3 separate regions of the Mus musculus genome follow, and regions 1 and 2 are each linked to region 3. Evidence: chromatin contacts called from public Hi-C data. All regions are on one chromosome and are shown on one strand. The core of a region is the stretch at or near the end of the contact, and the rest is flanking DNA. Distances in the headings are between cores, read along the strand shown. Region 1 overlaps Zfhx4 (zinc finger homeodomain 4). Region 2 overlaps Zfhx4 (zinc finger homeodomain 4). Region 3 holds the start of Pex2 (peroxisomal biogenesis factor 2).

The links. A called contact is a pair of places that touch in the nucleus more often than the background predicts.
Region 1: a Hi-C map of the N1E-115 cell line shows a contact between it and region 3, with 5 times the contacts expected there. The contact joins the enhancer-like site here to the promoter of Pex2 in region 3. A contact is called at or near these places in 1 of 484 Hi-C or Micro-C datasets (the N1E-115 cell line) and 1 of 9 other capture datasets (adipose tissue).
Region 2: a contact with region 3 is called in a Hi-C map of olfactory sensory neurons, with 2.4 times the contacts expected there. The contact joins the enhancer-like site here to the promoter of Pex2 in region 3. A contact is called at or near these places in 1 of 15 datasets of contacts at CTCF or cohesin (the NIH/3T3 cell line), 2 of 484 Hi-C or Micro-C datasets (liver and olfactory sensory neurons), 1 of 115 datasets of contacts at active chromatin or transcription factors (acute myeloid leukemia) and 1 of 9 other capture datasets (adipose tissue).

Annotation. Positions count from the first base shown.
Region 1 is chr3:5,304,212-5,307,464 of GRCm38.p6, reverse strand. The region is part of intron 3 of Zfhx4 (zinc finger homeodomain 4); the gene reads right to left. Among named protein-coding and RNA genes, the nearest start is that of 2700069I18Rik, 85 kb to the right of the region's middle. Within about 2 kb of position 1,919, at least 1 of the 459 cell types and tissues checked has an H3K27ac peak or open chromatin away from gene starts, as enhancers often do. A contact at or near this core is called in the N1E-115 cell line, where this site is marked.
Region 2 is chr3:5,270,948-5,274,119 of GRCm38.p6, reverse strand. The region is part of intron 3 of Zfhx4 (zinc finger homeodomain 4); the gene reads right to left. Among named protein-coding and RNA genes, the nearest start is that of 2700069I18Rik, 52 kb to the right of the region's middle. Within about 2 kb of position 1,814, at least 79 of the 459 cell types and tissues checked have an H3K27ac peak or open chromatin away from gene starts, as enhancers often do. A contact at or near this core is called in acute myeloid leukemia, adipose tissue, liver and 1 more, where this site is marked.
Region 3 is chr3:5,574,596-5,578,143 of GRCm38.p6, reverse strand. Pex2 (peroxisomal biogenesis factor 2) reads left to right here and starts at 1,896. Exons shown (of 4, transcript NM_001267715.1): 1 at 1,896-2,106.

The DNA of each region.
Region 1 (3,253 bases), core at 670-3,169, 270 kb after region 3:
AGCCAAACAGGTTTAATCACTTCACATAAATGCTGTACAGAGTAATTGTAATTCATTCAAAAGACAGTTTTCTCCATGTAGGAACTGTCACACTCAAGTTGTCTGGAATACCTGACTCCCCAGTAATAAATGTCATTAGCAAGTGCCCATCACTGTGACCATCATCAGCAATTTCTCCATAGATTTCCAAACTACCCTAGGGTGAATACTTTCCTATTAAAACCTACAATATCCACCCAAGCTTCTTTTGGAAAGTCAATGGACTTTAACTTCCCTTGCTATTTTATGATTCAAAGATCCCCTCCAGCTACTCACAGGAGGGAACCCAGCTCCATGACACCTAACTTTCCAGCCCCTGACTCTGCCACAGCATTCATAAAGATTTTAATCTGATGGATGATTTGATGTGATTATATTTATGCCCAAAATAAAAACTTCACAGAGCTGAAGAGGAATTTGTGTGTTTGACCTTAGTTCTTAGGAGCAAGCCTGTCCTCAGCACAAAGTAAAACTTCAACCATAAAGGAGTAAGAAATGAATTCATTACATTCTTTGATATTCTTAGATACTGTTCTTTGGGTTTGTATATAGGTTTACTGTGATTTTGTGTGCATCCTTAAAATATCTAAGAAAAAAAATTGGACTAGTGAGTAGTGATGGCTCAGTGGGTAAAGTGCTTGTACTTTAAGCACTAAGTGCTTGTACTTTAAGCATAAGACCTAAAGTGCTTGTACTTTAAGCAAAAGAGCTAGAGTTTAGATCCTAGCACCCACAGTACCATGAGGCAAGAATGGCAGCCTATCTAACTATCAGCCCTGGAAAGCTGGAGACAGTATCCTGAGAGAAAATTTGCTGGTTAGACCCGCTGGATTTACAAGATCTAAGTTCAAGTGAGAGATTCTGCCTCAACATACAAGGGAGAGAGCAATTTAAAAAGATATCCAATGGTAACATCTGATTTCTGCATGTGTGTTCATGTGACACACACACACAGGCACATGGACAAAATCATGCACATGCACGCACATGCACATATACACATACATACTCATACACTTAGAAAAACTGTGGAGAAACAAAAATAAACAGTCATATTATGATGTCACTAAAAATAGCTTAACACACATGCTTAGGGTATCTCATCTAAAAGAATGATCATTGACATAAATTTGAAGTAAGGAGGTACTTTCAAATAATCATGGAAAATATTTGATTACTTCCTTCTATTCCCATTTATTCTACCCAAAACTCAGGTATATAAAATAAACTAAGCATTTATTCTTTTAGAAAACATTGAATAAGAACTTTTGTATTTTCATCTTGAATATATTAAAAATAAATTAATCAAAATTCAAAATGACCAAAAAAGTAAAATGTCAAAATATTATAATAAAATTGAACTATTCAAATGCACCACGAAAACAGAACATAGCTAGAATATCAGTCACCCCTTCTGATTTTCCAGATGGCTGCAGTTCCATCTCTTGGAATAATGGAGTGTTCACATGTTTGATAGTTAATTGTACTTGACTACTGTTTGGCATTCAACCAAATCTCTGTCCTGAAGGCAGATCATTTTGTTTAATGGCTCATCACCAAGACCTCACTAGCATGATGGCCTAGATCACAAAGATACTGTTAAAGTGAAAAGCTGAGACTTAGCTCATCCCAGCAGTAAGAAGTTCCACTTACTAAACAGATTACATAGGAAAAGGAAAGCAAATGAGTGATAGCAATCAGTAGTAGATTAAATCAAACATCAAAGGGGAGAGTATTTCTTTTATCCTTTTCACTTTTATTAAGAAATGATGTGCTACCTACTATAATTCTTCTTTTTAATACTGCAATTTAGCTTAAAACAATAGGAATGGCATCTGCAGAGGATAGACCATAAATAAGCTCAGTTTACAGTTTAAATTTGAATACAGAGTTTTAATAAATAGGCAACTATTTTCTCAATATAAACATACAGATTTTAAAAAGTATTTCAACCCTAAAAATTGCACCAGAGAACTTCTAAACCTGATAAACAGCTTCAGTGGAGTAGCTGATATAAAATTAACTCAAACAAATCAGTGGCCCTTCTCTACACAAAGGATAAACAGGCTGAGAAAGAAATTAGGGAAACAACACCCTTCACAATAGTCACAAATAATATAAAATACCTGGGTGTGACTCTAACTAAGGAAGTGAAAGATCTGTATGATAAGAACTTCAAGTCTCTGCTATGCCAGGGCCTAGCAAACACAGAAGTGGATGATCACAGTCAGCTATTGGATGGGTCACACGGCCCCCAATGGAGGAGCTAGAGAAATTACCCAAGGAGCTAAAGGGAACTGCAACCCTATAGGTGGAACAACAATATGAACTAACCAGTACCCGGGAGCTCTTGTCTTTAGCTGCATATGTATCAAAAGATGGCCTAGTCGGCCATCACTGCAAAGAGAGGCCCATTGGACTTGCAAACTTTATATGCCCCAGTACAGGGGAATGTCAGGGCCAAAAAGGGGGAGTGGGTGGGTAGGGGATTGGGGGGGGTGGGTATGGGGGACCTTTGGGATAGCATTCAAAATGTAAACGAGGAAAATACCTAATTAAAAAAAAAAAGAACTTCAAGTCTCTGAAGAAAGAAATCTATGAAGATCTCAGAAGATGGAAAGATCTCCCATGCTCATGAATTGGCAGGACTAATATAGTCAAAATGGCTATCTTGCCGAAAGGAGTCTACAGATTCAATGAAAATTCCAACTCAATTATTCACCAAGTTAGAAAGGGCAATGTGCAAATTCATATGGAATAACAAAAAACCTAGGATAGGAAAATCTATTCTCAAAAATAAAACAACCTCTGGGGAAATCACCAAGCCTGAACTCAAGCTATACTACAGAGCAATTGTGATAAAATCTGCATGGTACTGGTAAAGCTACAGACAGGTAGATCAATGGAATAGAACTGAAGACCCAGAAATGAACTCACACACCTATGGTCACTTGATCTTTGACAAGGGAGCTTAAACCATCCAGTGGAAAGAAGAGCATTTTCAACAAATGGTGCTGGGTCAACTGGCCCAATGGAGAATTGATCCATTCTTATCTCCTTGTACAAAGCTCAAGTCTAAGTGGATCAAAGATGTCCACATAAGACCAGAGACTCTGAAACTTAAAGAGGAGAAAGTGGGGGAAAGCATCAAAGATATGAGCACAGGGGAAAAATTCCTGAACATAACAGCAACGGCTTGTGCTGTAAGATTGAG
Region 2 (3,172 bases), core at 565-3,064, 300 kb after region 3:
ATCAGGCCATCGCTCTGCAGCGGGTTTGGTTTCTTTACAAATCAGTGCTATCGCCAGTCAGTGCTGTTGTATAGTATCATGAACACTGCTTTAAAAATGGACCACAAACAAATCTTTCATCTCTGGATAATAAGTTCTTCATTGTTAAAGTACATGTGCATATGTAACAATGTTTAAAACTTCAGGCAACATTAGGTATTATAGAAATCTGAGAACTGAAATAGGTTTGTGTATTTAAATATTTTGCAAAGACCACACAGTGTGTTGGTAAATTAGCATGATGCAGTCCTTGCCAGTGTAAATACATATTCAAGGGTATTTTAAAGCACAAGAAAATTTCTTTTTATCACAAATCCTCATTTTATGTAGGTGTGGAGAATACAAAGAGTCCAATCATCTTAAAAGGGAGATTCCACAGCAAATGATCCAGTGATGCAAGGCAGTTCAGGCCCAGTTCCCTGCTGCTTAGTCACAGGAGTTACAAAAGCAGACTAATGAAGGCTGCAAAAATTATAATTAATTTTCATTCTAAGGAAGTCACCTTGCTCCAATCAGCTGCCCAAAAGAGTCAGTGTAAATTATGTGAAAGGACAAAAATTATTAGGCCAGATTTATGGAGTTAAAAAAAGTCCTTATACCAAAAGATGGCCTAGTCGGCCATCACTGGAAAGAGAGGCCCATTGGACAGGCAAACTTTATATGCCCCAGTACAGGGGAACGCCAGGGCCAAAAAATGGGAATGGGTGGGTAGGGGAGTGGGTGGGGGGTGTGTGTGGGGACTTTTGGGATAGCATTGGAAATGTAATTGAGGAAAATACGTAATAAAATATATATATATAAATTAAGAATGCCTATATGGGAATTACTTTTAATGAACAACACACTACAGTTGCTAAACTCAATGAAGCCTCTGCCTCTGGTTGTTTGTTTGTATTCACAGTCTGACTGGTGCAGAATAACAACCAGTTTAACATCCATCCAAAATGGCAGCCTGCCTCCTTACTTAGTTCTCACATCTATAATATTTTAACAGAAAATCTGTACCATATGTTTTCAATTTAAAGGAGAGGACAAGTATGTTTTATAAATATGTCCTAAACATTAAAGGTTGGTGTTTATAATAATAAGGTACATGCCTTTTTGAGACTGGAGTACTAGGATGACTAAGTACTCTTAAGCCCTAAATTGGCATATAAAGTATTCATAGACTAGTACCAATAAAAACAAGTCCTAATGTACTTTATTAAACATTTCGTTCAAGTAAATGTGTTTTGTCTCTATCCTTTAATAGGTGATCATTTATTTCAAAGGGGCATGCATGAGGACATTCAATAATGACATCTATTATCAAACCTTTACTGGAAGGTTTAAAGTGGTTAGCTGGATACATCATCTGGCATCGCATAAGACATTAAAAATGGAAAATCAGTGTCTTATTAGCATGTGTCTCATATTAGCCAGGCCTTCCCTGCTGAGGAGTGGGAGCCATGATGCTGTAAAACTCTTGGAAGATTGACTTTTATCAGAGTCATTTATGGAAGAGAAATTCCAATCTGGAAATGATGATTTAAAAAAATCCTCCCATAAGAAATAGCATATGAATTATTTAATAGCATGCAAAAAGAAGATTTTTCTAAAGTAAATGTGTGTTTTCTTTACACTGTTATTCGTGGCACCATGCCTCAAACTGTAATGAGAACATGTTTTAAAATAGTTCTTTAGTTTCTGTTATTAAAGTTTTCCCCTTTAAATGAGAGGAATGATTCTGACCTTGCCCAGACTCTAGGCATCCACTGATCTACTGTGTGTCTCCCTAGTCCAGAGTGGTTCAGCCAGGAGAGGCAGAACAATGGCTCAACTTCTCTATTCCCTCGATCTTGGCTTCTCTACTGAGGTGCACCAAAGGATAGAAAAGAAGACTGGACCAGCAAACACCGTGGTTTTCAATCTCAAGGAGCAAAGCAGGTCTTCCCTTTCACCTTGTCGGCCTTTTCTAGTCTTGTTTCACTTTCATTTTAACGTTACAGCACTGTGCAAGACAATCCCTGAATGTTCAGACTGCATTATGCAATTAAAAAATGAGCAAACAAAAGACAATTGTATTAGTTATTTCAGGAGGTAGACATAGAGAAAGATATATGATTACAGTCCTCTGTGCTGGCTGGCTGGCTCAAGTTGTCTATCTAAATGGTCTGAGTTGGACTGTATGTTTAACTCTCAACTGTAGTAGGAACTCAAATATACTGCATGAGGAGAGCGGCTTGGATAATAGGGCACACTCAGTGTAATGGTACCTGCTTTGAAGATTATTTTAATCTCCCAAACCCACACTTTGAAAGAAAAGAATGATGAAGATGACAGCCCCATTATTCAAAATCCAGCTCCATATATTAACCAATGTAGAGTTCTTCAACTGTCTACTGCCTAGGAAAATGACAGATCTAAAAGCCCTCCCATCTTTTGTAACCAATGTAGAGTTCTCCAATGGTCTACTGCCTAGGAAAACGACAGAGCTCAAAAGCCCTCCCATTTTTTGTGATTGCTTTTTATCTTATAAAGTCATACTTCAAAAACAATACATATTTCATATGTCAAGGCCCATACCTAAACATAATAAAAGCAATACACAGCAAACCAGTACCTTTCAGTTTTAATGTTGATCAATGAAAGCAGAAGGTGTTTTCATTGTTTTATTATCTTGGATTTTACTGCTGTGGTCAATTTCGAGGCTGTTTTTAAGATCTAATTATCAAACAAACAAATGAAAAATTCCAAGCAATATTTAATTTGGGCTTAAAATTTTTAAATAAATAAAATATACATAGCAATGATGGCATAGTTTTTTCATTACTTTTAACTAGATTGTAAATGGAGAAAATGTTGTGAATACTAGTAATTTATCAGTTAATGATCCATTAAACATTAGCTCTGAAATTCCCCATAACACAGATTACTCTTCTAAAACATAATTTTGAAAATAAAGTCACTTTACCTCAATATGCCTCTATATTTAGAAACATTATATATATATATATGTTGTTTATTAAATTATATATTATATATATATGTATGTTATATATAATATATAATTATATACTGGAAATGAAACAATGGTGAAAGTGAACTCAAAAGAAAATATTACTCATGAAAAGTACTTACAAATGAACTAGAA
Region 3 (3,548 bases), core at 647-3,146:
GTTTTAAAATAATAAAAACAAGTTTTCTGAAACTACTAGCTCACTACAAAGATTAATGAAGTACACTATATAAATATATCCTGATTTTAAATATTTTCAGCAGTAATTTTAAATGCTATGCTTCCTGGCATTCTTAAGAATCATCTAATATAATTCAAATTTCTCGTGCAGCTGGGATCTTTGTTATGGAGATACTGTGATGTGTGTTCATGAGACCTACTAAAACTCTTTGAACTAGAGATGCTTTCTGAAAATGTCTTCTCTAGCCATTATTGTGTGTGCACATGTGTGTGATGTGTTTGTTTATATGTAATTGCTATTGTGTGTGTGCATGTGCTTATATGGGGGAGACATAGTGAAGGATTCAAGAGCAGGTGATCTTTCCATTTGAGTATCTAGGATGAAATTTGTCCCTTCTGCTTGGCAGAAAGTACCTTCATTCCTGAGCCTTCTCCCTGGTCCCATTTTTATTTTATTTTTTTTTAATTTCACCTTTGTCCTCATAAAAATCAAGTGAACTAGGCAAGAAAATATGCAGTTGTCTTCCCAGCACATAGCAGCTGAGACAGAAGTGCTTTGAGGCCAACCATAGAGCTACATTGCAAAAGCCCGTATCAAAAGCAAAAAACACCAAAACCTAAACAGTCTATCACAGCCTACCTTGGGCTACCTTCCTACACAACTAAGTCAAAGCCTTGCTCTTCAAAGAGAATTCACTATTTTGAACAACAGCTCCCTACATAATAATAGGAACCCCATTACTTTAAATTTTTTGGAACACTTTCAATATAATGGCCAATGCATCAAATTGATGAGTATTTTGTATCCCTTTAAGCTGTCTTAGAATCGTGTCCATACCTTACAGTTAGAGTAGGCTGTATTTCAAACCAATCACAAGAAGATAGTGGTCACCATGGGGTGGGTATACTGGTGCATCTCTAGACACATCCCTGCAGTCCCTATCTGTATTCCATACCTACTGTAGCAAACTGGAGCTCCTCCTACAGTGTTTTCTACACTGTCAGGTTACTTGTTAAAAAGGGATTTGTTTGCTTTCTTTGTCTTCCACCCAATTTTGCTCCCAAGTTCTCCTTTAATATACTCCAGATACTAAGGTTTTTTTGTTTGTTTTGTTTTTTTAAAAACACACATTATTTAAAAAACAAAAAACAAAGAATCAGAATTGTACTGAGTGCATGATTCTGAGGTTCTTATTACCGCCTCCTTTATGCTGTCCATGTGTCATGCACAGAACTCTGATGCTCTGGGTAATTTCTGAAACAAAATACAATGAAAAGTTTTGGGGCATTGGAGACAATTGTATTTTTGTATCACTACCTCCACGAGCCTGGGGATGCAGGCGGGGTTGGTAGCATTAAAAAGACTTTACAACTTCGGTAGGCTCTACCTGATTTCCTAAGTACCTCCCGACCAACCCACCCAGCCAAGGCCATTCTAGCTCCTTGTCACTGGCCTGCCTCCCATCGGGTGGCCTGCAGCCTCTGCCCCAGTGGCTGCCCGATGGGGACCTAGTGTGCTGCCACACATCTGGGGACAAGGTCAGACCGACAACCGGGAGGACCCAAGGTCAGTCCCCGGCCCTCAGGTGCGCAGGCGCCGGGTCGCCAGCCGGCGGCACTTGTCCAGCGGCCGTCAGCGGCGTCCTTGGGCCCAGAGCCTGCCCGCAGAGCCCAGACCTCCCTCTGGGCCGGGACAGCAAAGCCTCTTCACGCCCGGCCCTGACCCCGCGCTGACCGCTCGGTGACGCTTCTGCCAATCAGAGGCAGCTTTGCGGACCAATCCCAGTGCGTGGAGTGTCCTCTTGGGCGTCTCTTCCCTTCGTCCCTTCGTCCCTTCGTCTCTTCGTCCCTTCGGCTCCTCGGCATTTTCCGTGGCCAGGCCTTATCCGGCTTTCCTCAGACCCGGTGTTGCTTCTGGGTGTAATTCCCCGCTCTCTCTTCAGCCACTTCCGGGTCTTCCGTCGCTCCGGAAGCCCGCAGATTCCGGAAGTGAGGGCGACCCAGATGCGGCCACGGAATGCCCAGCTTTCCGGAGATTGTTTGAGAAACGGCCGTGCGGCGCCCGGGCGTCCCGCAGACCCCGCAGGTCAGTGTCCGCTCGCAGCCGCCCCGCCGTAGGGCGCGCGGGCCGCACGCTCTGCGAGGACGGCGTCGCGAAGCTTGCCTTGGCTGCAGGCCGCGGTGGCTCAGTCTGTCTCGGTTCCGCAAAGGCGGTAAAGCAAGCCAGACGCCTAGTTTTCCTCTAGTTTAACGCTGTCACGCAGACAACGCTTCTGCCTCTGCACGCCCCGCGGCGACGCTGCAGACAGCCCGGAAAGCGCCTCCTCGCCTTTAGAACAGTACTAGATTGAGTGCTTTAACTCTTAAATAAGAATCTCTTGTAGTTTATGAGTTTTTCAGTGTTTTGGACTTTCAACGTTTCCAACAGCCCATTCTTGGTCTTCGTGGCAAGAGTTATGGAAGGTTTTCTTACAAGTTAGTTTCTGACTTACATTGCAATCCATTGGTTTGCTATAAGGAATGTTATAATCATTTCTCTTCTTTGTGGGGAGTCCTTAAAAGTCTTTGTTGGTTCAGTAGTTTATTCACGTGCCATTTTTCACACAGCAACACTTAGCAAAAGAACTTTTCACGGATTGAAACTTTCCCAGACTATCGGTTTCAAATATTCTGTGGGACCCTTTGCCACATTTTTCATCTTGATTATTTTAGATAATTGGTGTATGACTAAGGACCCCCATCCCGACCCTTACCAGTTTGTAGTCAAAACACCCTCCAGGAATGTGTGGCCTTTAGTTAAACCTGAACAGAATGGATTTGGAGTAGCTTCTTTCTGTTACTGTCTTGATCCTTTTTGTACTATCAATTACTTGTATCCAGAATGAGGAGAATTGAAAAATGAGTCAGAATTAGTAGGAAAAAAGACCCTCCCCCTTTTTTTTCTTTAAAAAGTAAAGAAACTGAGCATACTAGGCCACTAACATGAAAAGAATTAAGTTCTAGTCTTGATTATAGTTTGCTTCTGCCCAGCTCTACCTTTTGGACTAATTCTCTTCTTTAGTAATTAGAGGTAGCACTCAATCTGTGGCTTTAAAATTGTTCCATAAAAGAACTTTTGTAGAAATTTCCTGAAGCCATGCAGAGGAGAGACAAAGCAAGCCGGCTGTCAACTGTCGTTTAACAAGCACAGCTATTTATATGTTCTTTTACAACAGTGTTCCTGTAAGGATCTAGTTCACATCTTGGACCCGATGATCTGACTTGCTCCTCAGCATGAAAATTCTTCTTAGCACAATTGTTCATTGTTTTCAGTATGCATTCATCCGGTTATTCTGGCATCCTAAAGTTATGTATTCCTTATTTTTAAAAGGGACAAACATGGCAATGCTATCTTATTTTTTAAAAATAAGAAAAGTTTAATTCTGTCTTTTTGATCACTCATAATTCCCATTTCCCTTCCTACTGAATATCCTTGTTTTGTTTAAATTGAAGGTCTTCAAAGCCTTTGCATTAATTTTCTGTTTGATC